Linked DNA regions of Sus scrofa: all the other regions are linked to region 2. A link is a contact called in public HiChIP or PLAC-seq and promoter capture Hi-C data. All regions are on one chromosome and are shown on one strand. The core of a region is the stretch at or near the end of the contact, and the rest is flanking DNA. Distances in the headings are between cores, read along the strand shown.

Evidence for each region. Promoter capture Hi-C pulls out the DNA fragments that hold promoters and counts their contacts. HiChIP or PLAC-seq counts read pairs in DNA pulled down with a chosen protein or histone mark.
Region 1: an H3K27ac HiChIP or PLAC-seq map of alveolar macrophages shows a contact between it and region 2. The contact joins the enhancer-like site here to the promoter of NEUROG2 in region 2. A contact is called at or near these places in 19 of 47 Hi-C or Micro-C datasets (brain, embryonic fibroblasts, epiblast stem cells and 13 more) and 1 of 2 datasets of contacts at active chromatin or transcription factors (alveolar macrophages).
Region 3: a contact with region 2 is called in a promoter capture Hi-C map of fetal liver, with 2.6 times the contacts expected there. The contact joins the promoter of TIFA here to the promoter of NEUROG2 in region 2. A contact is called at or near these places in 4 of 5 promoter capture datasets (fetal liver, fetal skeletal muscle, liver and 1 more) and 1 of 2 datasets of contacts at active chromatin or transcription factors (alveolar macrophages).

What each region holds. Positions count from the first base shown.
Region 1 is chr8:110,350,696-110,355,015 of Sscrofa11.1, forward strand. The region is part of intron 1 of ALPK1 (alpha-protein kinase 1); the gene reads right to left. Among named protein-coding and RNA genes, the nearest start is that of ALPK1, 15 kb to the right of the region's middle. Within about 2 kb of position 1,901, at least 13 of the 83 cell types and tissues checked have an H3K27ac peak or open chromatin away from gene starts, as enhancers often do. A contact at or near this core is called in alveolar macrophages, fetal liver and retroperitoneal adipose tissue, where this site is marked.
Region 2 is chr8:110,197,768-110,201,954 of Sscrofa11.1, forward strand. It overlaps NEUROG2 (neurogenin-2), which reads left to right and starts at 2,914. Exons shown (of 2, transcript XM_021101670.1): 1 at 2,914-3,017; 2 at 3,393-4,187. The coding sequence starts at 3,394.
Region 3 is chr8:110,376,501-110,380,761 of Sscrofa11.1, forward strand. It overlaps TIFA (TRAF-interacting protein with FHA domain-containing protein A), which reads left to right and starts at 1,317. Exons shown (of 3, transcript XM_013978948.2): 1 at 1,317-1,807; 2 at 2,623-2,668. It also overlaps the pseudogene LOC100514667.

The DNA.
Region 1 (4,320 bases), core at 651-3,150, 150 kb after region 2:
CTTATCTATCTAGGGCTCTGTGGTAGACTGCTTTCCTTTTTTTCTTTCGCTGTAACTAATGAATTAATTGTGAGGTTTTGTGTAAAGTCCATCTTCCCCACTGTAATATACACTCCAGTGGAGCAGGGAATGTGTCTGTTTTGCTTTGTTGTATAGCTTGGAATATTTAGCAACTGGAATAATTCCTAGCACATAAGAGATACACAAAGATATCTGTTGTTAAATGTTTTTAAAAGGAGATACTAGCTAAATCTGGGCAATTTCTCTTAGCTGATGAGTCCTATGTATTACTGCATATTCGATAAGTTGGAAATATTTATTTTTATTTCAGGGATGTCTGTAATGTTCCAAGAAGATGCTTTTTGTTGTCTCTACAAACTATTACATTCTCTGCCTACCTACACTGTTGAAATGAAAAGAAACAACATGCTTTTAATTCGCCTCCAATCTTCTTTCAAACTGGGTGTAAAATTCTCAGAACATTTCTTAGTACTGACCCTCACTAATCCTAACAGTCATTTCCACAAATTGCCTTACTGCATTGTAAGATCATCACCAGATTTCTGAAAATGCTGTGACAATGTTTATGCCATAGTCTCTGGCTCAGAAAATGAGTCAGTTAATTAGGATGTCAGCCAGGACAAACGTTTTATCATTCACATCATGGTCTTAATTCTTTGCAACTTAAGAGCCAGTAAATTTGTTCTTATAACGCCTCACTGCCTCCCTCTTCTGGTGGCATTAACACTACAGGCATATGAGACCACTTTTCAACTAGATGTATATTTTTACGTGTTAATGAAAACAAATGTGGCATTTCACAGAAAAAAAGACCTAAATAAATTACAAGCATTAGTAATGATGTAGAAAAAGGAAAACTTTTTTTCTTGGGTGCACCCCGGCATGTGGAAGTTCCCAGGCCAGGGATCGAACCTGTACCACAGTAACAACCCTGAGCCACTCCAGCAACAACACGGGATCCTTAACATGCTGCACCACAAGGGAACTCTTGGAAAACTTTTTTTAAACATTAAAATAGTGATGCATATTATTTAACCTTACCAATAGTCTTCTTTTAATTCCATTTCAGAAAAAAAAGTCATTAAACTTTCAGAATTTTATTACAGAAAAAATCATTATCCTTGTCTCAAAATCTATGATGTTTTAATATAACGACAATAAAAAGTACACTTGTACTATGGAGAAAGAGTATGATAACCAAATTAACAGTGTAAAAGCATTGTAGGGCATGTTTACACCATCTGAGAGAAAAAAAATTATTAAAACCTTAGAGTATTTTAGAATGACTAAATATATGAAAGAAACACTGATAACTCAAAAGAGCATGATCTACTTATGAAATGCTCCATAGGTCCTTCATGTGCCAAAAAAAAAAAAAAAAAGCAGGTGTTCTGAATCTACACATGACCTGAAACCTTTGTTCATGCCTATCTGTTCACTCCCACCTTATCACTACGCATCCTACAGTCTACACAGTCTGCCAACTTCTCCTCATAAATATGGTCTCTGCTCTCGCAATCTCGCCTGCTGCTGCCTATACTGGGGCCTCTCCAGTTCAGACCGTTAGCCTTTATTGTAGTTTTCCTGCCACCTGTTTCTTTCCCTATCTGAGCACACTGCCCTTCACGCACTGCCAGATAACTTCTTAAAAACAGAACCAACTGTAGCCCTTATCTACTTAAAACATCTGTTGGCTTGCTGTTGCCTATCAGATGAAGTCCAAGCCTCTGATCTGGCATGGAGGGTCCAACCTGCCATGCTCAGCACCATCTATAATACAGCATAGTTTCTGCCACTGGGCACCTGTGCTTAGTACCTTGGAATAGCATCCCAGAGTACTCTGTTTAGACCATGTGGCAGAGCGTGGCACAAGGCTTTGTCATGTATCAGTTACCTAACGGTCTCCCAAGAGACTGTGACTCCTGAGAGTAGCCAGTGTCTCACTGGTTCTCTTTCGAATCTCCAGCACACAGCTGGAGCTAGCTGTGTGACTAACACAGGGGAGAAGCTCAGTGCAGGTTTGTGAATAAAGTGAATGAATGAATGGATCAATGTTGCTCTCCCATCTTTATCTAATAAAATCCTCAGGTTTCAAGTCTTACATTATGATGACTCTTCTCTAAAGCCCTTCTTGACTTTTATCTAGCAGAATTAATTGCTATCACAGTTCATGTACAGTCAGCTGTATATACTCCTGTCTCCTGTGCCAGGTCATAATCGCTGAAAGGCAACTTGGGAGAGTGAAAAGGCCATGAGCTGTGGAGGCAGACAATGCTGAGCTTGTATCCTAGCCCTACTGTTCACTCTCTGTGTCACCTTTGACAGGGAGCTCAGCCTTTATGAAATGAATGTTATTTTCCTCAACTCTAAATGGGACTAACACCACTTCCTCATAGGTTTAAAGCAAAGACTAAAAGTGAAAGCTCATGGCACATACTAGACTTCCATGACATTTTAGTACTTATTCCCTTTCCCTGAGAGTTAAGACCACATCTAATTTATATTTAGGTTTCTAGGGCTTCGAAAACACAGAGACACAATAGTGTTTGCTGAGTAAATAAATGGATTTCTGAGTTGTATCTTGTCAGAAGTAATACATGTTTAAACAGTCCTTTTAAACTAATACATTGGTTGTCATTCCTCCTAATCATGTACTATCTTACTATAAATATTGCATTTGAATGCCCTGACATATTGTGAATCAAATTTTTTCTCATTTTTTTGTCTACAGTATCTAAAGTATACAGAGGCTACATAATTTGAGGCACAACTATTTTCTAATCTTTCAGTTATACTTCCATTTGTATGTTTACACTTATGTTGTCATTGTAAAGTATATTTATGAAGAATTTGAATAAAAAGAACTAATGCTTATTTTTTAATAGGATAACTATATTATAATGTTAAGAAAAAGGAGAATATAAAATTGTGTGATAGCGATTATATTTTAAAAAGTCATTGAGGACCAATGTTTTTTTTCCCCCAGAAATAGCAAAAATTCACCTTGAAATTCATATAAAATCTCAAGGGATCCTAAATAATCAAAACAATGTTTAAAAAGAAAAACAAAATTGGAGGTCTCCCAATTTTATGATTTCAAAACTTATTACAAAGCTGCAGTAGTGAAAACACTGTGGTACTGGTATAATTACAGACATAAAGACCAATGGAATAGAACAGAAAGCCCAGAAATAAATCCTCGTATATATAGTCAAATGATTTTTGAGGAGGGTGTCAAGACCATTCAACTGGGAAAAGAGTCCTTTCAATAAAAGGTTTTGGGAAAACAGAATATCCTGTGCAAAGAATAGAGTTGGACCCTTTATACCACAAACAAAAATTAACTCAAAAACATAAGAGCTAGAAAACTCTCAGAAGAAAACACAGGGGGAAATCTTCATGACTTTGGATTTTGCAATGATTTCTTGGATATGACATAAAAAGCATAGGCAGCAAAAGAACAAACAGATAAATTGGACTACATCAAAATTAAAAAATTCTGTGAATCAAAGGACATAATGAACTGAGTGAAAAGGAAATTCATGGAACGGGGAAAATATGCGCAAATCATTATGGCTGACAAAGAGTTAACAGTCAGAATATACAAATAATTCCTACCACCCAACAATCAAACCACAAAAAAAAAAACCCAATTAAAGAAGTAGTCAAAGGACTTGAACATTTCTCTAAAGAAGATATGCAAATGGCCAAAAAGCGTATGAAAATATGCTCAACATCACTAATCAGTAAGAGAATGAAAATTAAAATCACAATGAGATACCACCTCAGAGCTATTTGAATGGCTGCTATGTGTAGAAAGTAACATAATGTCTTTTCTGTCAAAGGAAATCTTGGTTACTCCATTTTGCTCTGGCTCCCCCTCCAGATCAATCAACTCTGCGACCCCCATACCTCTTTTCCCAGTAACAATTTGTTTCAATTAGCCAACCAGAAGATTGTGCACCTGACCCGACCAATGGGAAGGGGACAGGTAAATCACCTGCCCTGGGGATAAATAGGGGAGGGTCCTTGTTCCGTGTGCACACTTCTTGGGAGTGCCCACACCTTTCTGTGAAGTAAAGAGTCTTGTCGAGATTTCTCCTTGTCCACGTGTCTCACTTCTGACACTGACGACCTGAGCCAGAGTTATTGTAATTTCCAACATATGGGAAAAAAAAAAAAAAAAAAAGGAACAGAAAAAGTATTGGCCAGGAAGTGAAGAAATTGGAACCCTAGCATGCTGTTGGTAGGAATATAAAATGATACAACTGCTACCAAAGCAGTATGGTGGTTCCTCAA
Region 2 (4,187 bases), core at 1,664-4,163:
ACTAAAATAAAACTTTTTTTTTTTGCCTTTTCTAAGGGCCACTCCCGAGGCATAAGGAGATTATCAAACTAGGGGTCTAATTGGAGCTATAGTTGCTGGCCTACACCAGAGCCACAGCAACTCGGGATCCAAGCACGCCGGATCGTTAACCCACTGAGCAAGGGCAGGGATCAAACCTGCAACCTCATGGTTCCTAGTCAGATTCGTTAACCGCTGCACGACGACGGGAACTCCTGAAATAAACCTCCCTTTGCTTCTACTACGTTAACCTATTGGCTTTTCTTTCTTTGCAAGCTATCCAAAGACTGACACTCCATAATATGTCCCATCACTCCAGTACGTGCTCTTAGTAGTCTTATTTCCTCAGAAATTTCCTTTCTCACCCTGTTTCTTTCAAAATTAACACCCAAATCCTGCATGTGCTCCCATGTGTTTCTTCCATTTTTATGCCCACTAAGCCAAGACCTTTGAGGGTTTTCCTTTAGCAGGGCTGTAAAGAGTATTTCTTTGGTATCAGTGATCATCACCTATAAACTAATGCCACTGTGTGTGCATGCAGCCGAGGTAAGCACTTCTGGTGTCCACTACTGACACATCTTTCGCTTGATCCAACTCTTTTATGAAGTTCTTATTCTGCAAGTTCACACAGAGACAGAGACTCAAGGAAGTGTGCACGAGGCAGATGCTGTATTCTGGAGATACTGGACGTTTTTGTCCTTTCTTTTTAAATATCTGCACTTCTGCCAGGAGAAATGAAGCTGTTCTGAAAGGAGTGAGGAAGGAACTGGGGAAATAATGCTTTTAAATTTAGAGAATTTGTTTTTTAAAGGGGAGGAGATGCCAAGCACAAACATGAACCAGCAAGGTGACCATTATAGCAGTTTTCAAATAATTTCAAGACAAGAGGAAGTCTGAAGGTTGGGCACCTGCCGTGAGTAACAGTCTCTTTCACGGGTTTCTAATTTTCATTTTCTTTACTTTGTGTCTTGCAAGCCTGCTCATTACCTCCCTGCAGAAAACATTAAACAAATTAAAACCACGCCAAAACACTTTCATCATCCCTGTCTCTGAAATACAACTTGTTTCCAACGTCAATGAGCCAGAGATCACAGACACTTTCTCTCTTGCCGCTTTTCACGTTCTAACATTCCACCTGTGCCTTGCTTAAACCTCATTTGCAAAAGGGACTCCTCTCCAATCTTCTGGAGTCCAGATCCACCCCTGATCTCTATGTACCATCTAACACTTGGCCCAGAACCCACTTCTGGGGGCTCGGGTTCTGTCCCTAAGAAGTCGGCCACTCTGACAAGAGGGTGGGCGTCAAAGTGAGGAGGAGGAGGCGTGAGGGAGTGCTGCTGAGCAATTCTGAACAAGTTCCCTCCGAAGTCCAGTAGCCCTTCAGCTCTTTTTTCCCATTGAAAAGCCGGGAGAATCAAGAGTATGGGCCCCATGTCCCTACAACGCCCCCCAGCGCGGAGCAGAGGTCATGGAAATGTCAGTGCAGCCCATTCGCTGGAGGGAGGTGCTGGCTGCCACCCAGGCGGGATGCCTCCTTGCTGTACCGCCCAGCCATAAACTGGGGTTAACCCCTACCCCAAACTAAAAAGCCGTAGCAGTGCTCAGAGCCTCAGTTTGTCACAGTAAAACGAGGAGTCCCTTTTAGATCTAACACGTGAGCGCTTTTCTTCTCACACCCTCTGAAAGCCCGTCTACGGCACCCCCCAACTCGATCTCCCCTGGCAGGAAATGCCTCTATGAACCTGCCAACTGCCTCACTCTCCCATGTGAGTCTCTCTGGAACCTAAACACGCTTGCCCACCAAGCGCCCACAGCTCGCCACCCACACCCCATTCCTCCTTTAACTAAATGAATGCATTTTAAAATCGGTCACCACTTGATACAGCTCCTAAGAAGCTTTGCCAACACACGGCCGGCAGCACCAGAGGGCTAACTGCTTTCCCCGGGATCCTGACCCCCATTAACTAATTCCTCGGATCCCAACGTCCGGGAGCTAGGAGGCTGGGCAGCGCCGGGTGCGGTGCCTGTGCGCGCGCGGCGGGGGCGGGGGGTGGGGTGCAGCCTCGAGGATCCGGCGGGGGCTGTCGCCTTGGTCTCCCCAGCGGCCGCCAGCGCCCCGGCCCCTAATGAGCCGCTGAAAGGGAGCGGGCTCCGGTGCGCGTGGCTCGCAGGCCTCCCGGAGTCCGGGACGCCGTGATTGGCCAGCTGCGCCTCGCGACCTCCATTCATTAATAAATTAGCGGCACGCTCCAGCCGAGCGCGAGCCACCAATCACAATGGGCAGCGGCGGCGACAACAGCCGCAGCTTGAGCCGATGCTGCCGCCACCGCTTCAGCAGTCCGACCGCAGCCTCGAGCTCCAACAGGAGCTTTAGAACCATTTTATGCTGATTAGATAAAGGGGGGAAAAGAGAGGCGGGGGCGATGGGAGGGGGATGGATGGCAGGGCCTAGGGGAGGGGGGGAAGGGGGTGAAAAAAGAGAAAGAAATGAATGATGATAATGCAATGAAAAGAGTAAGCCGGAGAGGGAAAAGCGGGGGAGAAGGGGGGCCGGCACGGGAGTGGGGAGGAGGCGGCGGCGGCCGGGGGTGGGGGGAGATGGGGGCCCCGGGGGCAGATCTGATTGTTTTCTCGGTGGTATATAAGGGGTTTTAAGGAGAGTCGTGTGCCAGACACGCAGCCACTGAACCACAAGCAGCTTCGCTTTAACTGGAGTGCCTAAGAGTCGCGTGCCGGGAGCCGCACCGCCGGGGACTGACTGACAGACAGACACGCACCACCACCAAAACACACGAGACCCGGGCGGGTCACCGCGGCCGCCGAGGCTCTTGGCAACCTCGCGGGTAGGAGAGGTCCCCCGCGGAGCGGCGCCGCAGTAGCGCCAGGTCCGCAGGGTTCCAACCCGCAGAAGGCGCGGCGCTGTGCTCCGAGCTGAGCGGAGAATCGCAGCACAGTCTAAAGTAATAGCGACGCTGAGGCACATTTAGAGAGCCAAGTAAGTAAGTATCCGCGCTGGGCCTTCCAACTTGGAACGGTGTTTCCCGCACTCTGTCCCACCACACCCGAAAGCCTCTTGCTCCCGCTGAATCGGTTGCGGGAGCCGCATTCCCTTCCCGGGAGGGAACACAACCGCCACGGCGGCCCGCAGCGTTAGGAACCCACTTAGCCGGCGACAGGGTCGCAACGAGGGGCGCTCCTGAGCTTGGAGGGCGCTGGCGCGGTTTCCTCCCCAACTTACGTTACTCCTTGGCGCTGTTCGGAGCCGGTCTTCTCCGAAGCGCGCAAGAGGACGTCCCGGTGACACCAAGAACTTGCTTCTGCTTCTGTATTAACACTTCGTTCGGTTCTTTCTCCTTCACCGCTCTCTCCTCCAGGATGTTCGTCAAGTCCGAGACCTTGGAGTTGAAGGAGGAAGAGGACGTGTTGGTGTTGCTCCGCTCGGCCTCCCCCGCCTCAGCAGCTCTGACCCCGCTGTCTTCCAGCACCGACGAGGAGGAAGAGGAGGAGCTGCGCTCGTCGGGCGGGGCGAGTCGGCCGCGTGGAGCAGAGGCCGGGCCCGGGGCGCAGGGCCGCTCGCCGGGAGGAACAGAGGGCTGCCGACCCGCGCGGCTACTGGGTCTGGTGCACGAGTGCAAGCGGCGCCCCTCCAGGGCGCGGGCAGTTTCTCGGGGCGCCAAAACTGCCGAGACGGTGCAGCGCATCAAGAAGACCCGTAGATTGAAGGCCAACAACCGCGAGCGCAACCGCATGCACAACCTCAACGCGGCGCTGGATGCGCTGCGCGAGGTGCTCCCCACTTTCCCGGAGGACGCAAAGCTCACCAAGATTGAGACCCTGCGCTTCGCCCACAACTACATTTGGGCGCTCACAGAGACCCTCCGCTTGGCCGACCACTGCGGGGGCGGCGGCGGAGGCCTGCCGGGGGCGCTCTTCTCCGAGGCAGTCTTGCTGAGCCCGGGAGGCTCTAGCGCCGCGCTGAGTAGCAGCGGAGACAGCCCTTCGCCTGCCTCCACGTGGAGCTGCACCAACAGCCCCGCGCCGTCCTCCTCCGCATCCTCCAACTCCACCTCCCCCTACAGCTGCACTTTATCTCCTGCCAGTCCGGCGGGTTCAGACATGGACTATTGGCAGTCCCCACCTCCCGACAAGCACCGCTACGCATCTCACCT
Region 3 (4,261 bases), core at 67-2,566, 180 kb after region 2:
TCATTTAATTTTAAAGGTCAGATATCAGAAACTCAAATTCTGATATTATTTTATAGTAAGAATTTATTGCTGTGCTCAACTTGCATGTCTTTTTCTTTTTTTTAAACTTCCACGCCTGCAGCACATGGAAGTTCCCAGGCTAGAGGTCCAGTCCAAGCTGCCGCTGCCCTTCCTAAGCCACAGCCATAGCAATGCCGGATACTTAACCCACTGAGCGAGGCCAGAGATGGAACCTGTCTCCTCACGGATCCTAGGCATGTTCGTTAATCAGGGACCACGAAGTGAACTCCTCAAATTGCACATCTTATCTTCCACCTGCTCTAATGTTCCCCTGAAAAAAGATCCTGTGGCTATCGCTCAGAGAAGAAATAACAAGTGTTGATGATTAACGACCAAAATTATAGCCTTAGAAGAATCTGCCTGAGATAGGGGCACACTTCCTTCCTCATGCTTATGGTTCTTGACTATATCTAACTCTGAGAGTTCAATACTTAACCCTTCCTCACAACTCTTTATCAGGTGGTAAAGCAGCAAGCGTCACTGTCATTTTATTGCCAGTGAAACAGACCCATAAACAAGCACTCTTGAAGTCAAGGACAGAACCCAGACAAATGATTGGCTTCCATCAGACATTTACCAGAATTGGTAGGTGGTTTCCCAAGCCTTGAATTAAGTAGGCCAGTGTGACCTCATAATGGCAAGCTTTGTTCTCCCACCGCTGCTTCAATCCTTTTTCTCCTCCCACCGTTTCCCGTGACACAAAGTACCAGTCCTTACTTTTGGAACCCGAGACTCTGGATGTTGAGTGAGGAGTCCCTTAAAATGAATGGAGAGAGAGGAAGTGCCTGGACTGGTCGCCCGGATGTACGGTGAGGACACCAGGGGCAGCAGGAGGCCAATGACCTTTGGCGCAAGTTGAGATCCTGTTCCTCGCCCCGAAACTTAACCACTCTCTGGGCTTCCGTTCACTCCTTTATGAGGGAGACCTACTCTCCCGACTGTGAGGATTAGATAAGAATAATGTGTGCCACGCACATGGCTTGCTTGGTAGGTTAATTCAACTCCGCACTTCTCCTCACCCTGGTCCCAGGCTAACCCTTGCAGTGTGTGATGTGGGGAAGTCTGAATGTCAAAGTGATTCCCTTCCCTTTTCAAAATCCAGCTCGCAAGTCGCACCCTCTTTGGAGGGGCCCTTGTTTTGGGGGTGGGGGTGGGGGCGCGTGGGGCCCCGGTGGGTTTACCGCGCATCGCACCCGGTCTGGAGGCTGGGCTTCTAGTCTGAAAGGGCGGCCGCGGACGTGACCATCTGGCGGGAAAGGGGCGGGGGCCGGGCGGAGTCTGAAAACGGCACTTTCGGTCTTCATAAGGGCTCGGAGGAGGGGGTGCGCTCGGCCTGCCAGTGGAAGGAGTTGCCGCGCGCGCGAGAGGGTCTGGACCCCGCAGTCTCCCGGGCGCCCGCTGGGTTGCGTCTGCGCCCCTCTTTCCCCGCTCGGCCCTGTCCCCCCGCTTGGGCTCACACCTGCTTCCCCCACCTCCACCTCAGAAGCCACGGCTCAGCCCGCCGGCAACTTGCGGTCCGTAGTCCAGTGCGGACACGAGGCGGTGAGCCGTGTCCATCCCGGATCCGAGGGCCTCCGCCAGATCAAGTCCCTTAACCTCGTGCCGAGCCCGGGAAAGCGAAGAGGAAATTTACGGACTCTAGGACCCCAAGGTACCTGCCAGGAGGGACTCCGCCAGATCACGTCCCATAACCTCGTGCCGAGCCCGGGAAAGCGAAGAGGAAATTTACGGACTCTGGGACCCCAAGGTACCTGCCAGGTGGAGGTCTGAGGGGTGAAGTGGGGCCTGTGTCTTTTCTGTTTATCACGGGAGAGGGAACCATTGTCTAGGAGTCTTCCGGGCCGTTGTGTAGAAAGTCATCACCTGCTCCTCTTGCAGGCTCAGCTACCGGCAGACGCTCTAGCAATTTACTGCGAGCTCCCAGCTTCCCAAAATAGATGTTTATAAATGGAGCGGGGGAACTATTGGAGATGGGGTGTGTTTTCCTTGTACTTTTCTGTGCTTTGCAAAGGTTTTGTTTTGTTTTGTTTTCCTAACCAGTAAAAAGAATTCCATTTAAGAAGCGTAGGTCATAGAGGGGTTGCGTGTAGACCTGCCTTCTTTGCTTCAGCCGGCTAGTTTAGGAAAATAACGCCATCCCTTGCTTTCTGAGACTTTCTCCAGCTTTCAGATTTAACGGGGGAATTTCCCAAATCTTCTAGAGCCAGAATCCGCACTGAGCCTCGCAGCGGAAGCCCGCGCAGCCACAGGGAATCGGTCTCTGCCTTTTGACTAGTTATTGGCCAATCAGGCAGAGTTGGAGAAAGGAGACATCTTCCCTGAAAAAAACCCCTGAGCTTTCCTAAGGGTTTCCTCCGGCTCCTTGTAGTTTTCATGACTCCTTTAGCGAGACCTGTAACTTCAGTAAGTATGAATTCTGCTGAATAGTTGCGTTCATGCATCTCTTTAAAGCCACGCTGCGGATGATGATCTGGTGACAGGGGTAGGGGTTGGGTTGTCGGGATCGCTGTCTTTTGCTTTGCTTCCAAGTTTCTCTTCCTTTCCTATTCTGTTCCCTTCCAGTGCCAGCAGAAGTTATTGTCGTTCATTTGTTGACACAGATATTACAGTAAGTCAGACATCATCTCAGTGTTTTACAACTTTTTGGTGTCAGAGATCATGATTTTCCATTTTGGGGATAATCTCCAACTCCATTTAGTTTCATAAAAATCAGAGTTTGATTTTGTAAAGAAAATATTTGTTAGATGTCTGAAGAGCTATTAGATGGCCTGAAATTGCAAAGGTACAGAGCATGCAGTGAAAAGTCTCTTGTCCACCCCCAACCCATTTCCCTCTGCAGAAGTAACCCTTACCGCTACATAAGCTCATTGTTCTTGTTTCTTTGATAACTTTAGCCAAACATTTGAAAAAGCTGCTTTTGAGCACCTACACACTAGTGACTTTTAATTTATTTTTTGCCTTTTGCCTTTTTAGGGCCGCACCTGCGGCATATGGAGGTTCCCAGGCTAGGGGTCCAGTCCCAGCTACAGCTGCCACCTATTCCAGAGCCACAGCAACACCAGATCGGAGCTGTGTCTGCGAACTACAACCACAGCTCAGGGCAACGCCACTGAGCAAGGCCAGGGATTGAACCCACAACCTCATGGTTCCTAGTTGGATTCGTTTCCGCTGAGCCAGGATAGGAACTCCGTGTTTGTTTTTTGTTGTCACTAGTAACTTTTAAAATAAAGATCCACCAATTTTATTATTTTATTTATTTATTTTTTTAATTTTGTTAGTTTCTGACTTTTCTGTTTTCCTACTGTCCACTCTGAAAATGTCAGAGATTTAGGCCACTTTGTAGAGGGAACTTGCAGCTCTGGAGATTAGTGAATAGGTTAGTTTCTAAGTTCCTCGAAGTCAGAGACCATAATTTACTCGACTTCAGGGCTAACAACCTACCAGAATTATTAGTGACATACAGCATCCACACACCCAGGTTTAAGAATAACTGGTAACTTGTGGGAACCTGGTGCTTCATAGATTCTTGCTCTTATAGAGGAGGCAGAAATAGTGTATTTTCATCCCCAACACTAGATGCTAGCTTGGTGTCTTGCTGGTTCTAGTGCACACACCTCTGTGGACCTCTTCTCTACAGGTTATCTGCTATAGTTTGTGAAGTAACTGGTAATAGGAAGTAATGTTTGTAGTGGGCAAGAGAGAGGGTGCATTTCTGTTCTGTTTGAATCCTGCCTTGGACACTGGCTCTGTGAGCTGGACTACTTAGCTAAACCCTCTGAGACTCATCTCCCTCATCTGTGAAGTGGTGATTCTTAGGATTGTTTTGAAAATTAGATAAGACAATATGTATAAAAGTCTAGCACGGTGCCTGGCGCATGAAAGCATACAGTAAGTAATAGCCTTTCTTACTGTCAGGCTTGCTAATTGTTTCATACTGGAGGTGAGTGCACTTGATGGCTCAGTGTTAGGTAACTTACAAGAAGGGTTTGATTCCTTGCTCATATTACAAGTCTTTTATGGCTCTGTCTTTGGCCCTTCCCTCCAGGACCCATGCTGAGCTGCTCCTTTTGGGGACTGCTGATGTGGGACAGAAAGAACAAAGGCACATATACCCACACAGTGGTTTTTAAGACTTATGCTTGGAAATAAGCTTCCGTGTAACTTCCATTCACATTTCATTGATACGGTTGTTAGTGGAGTG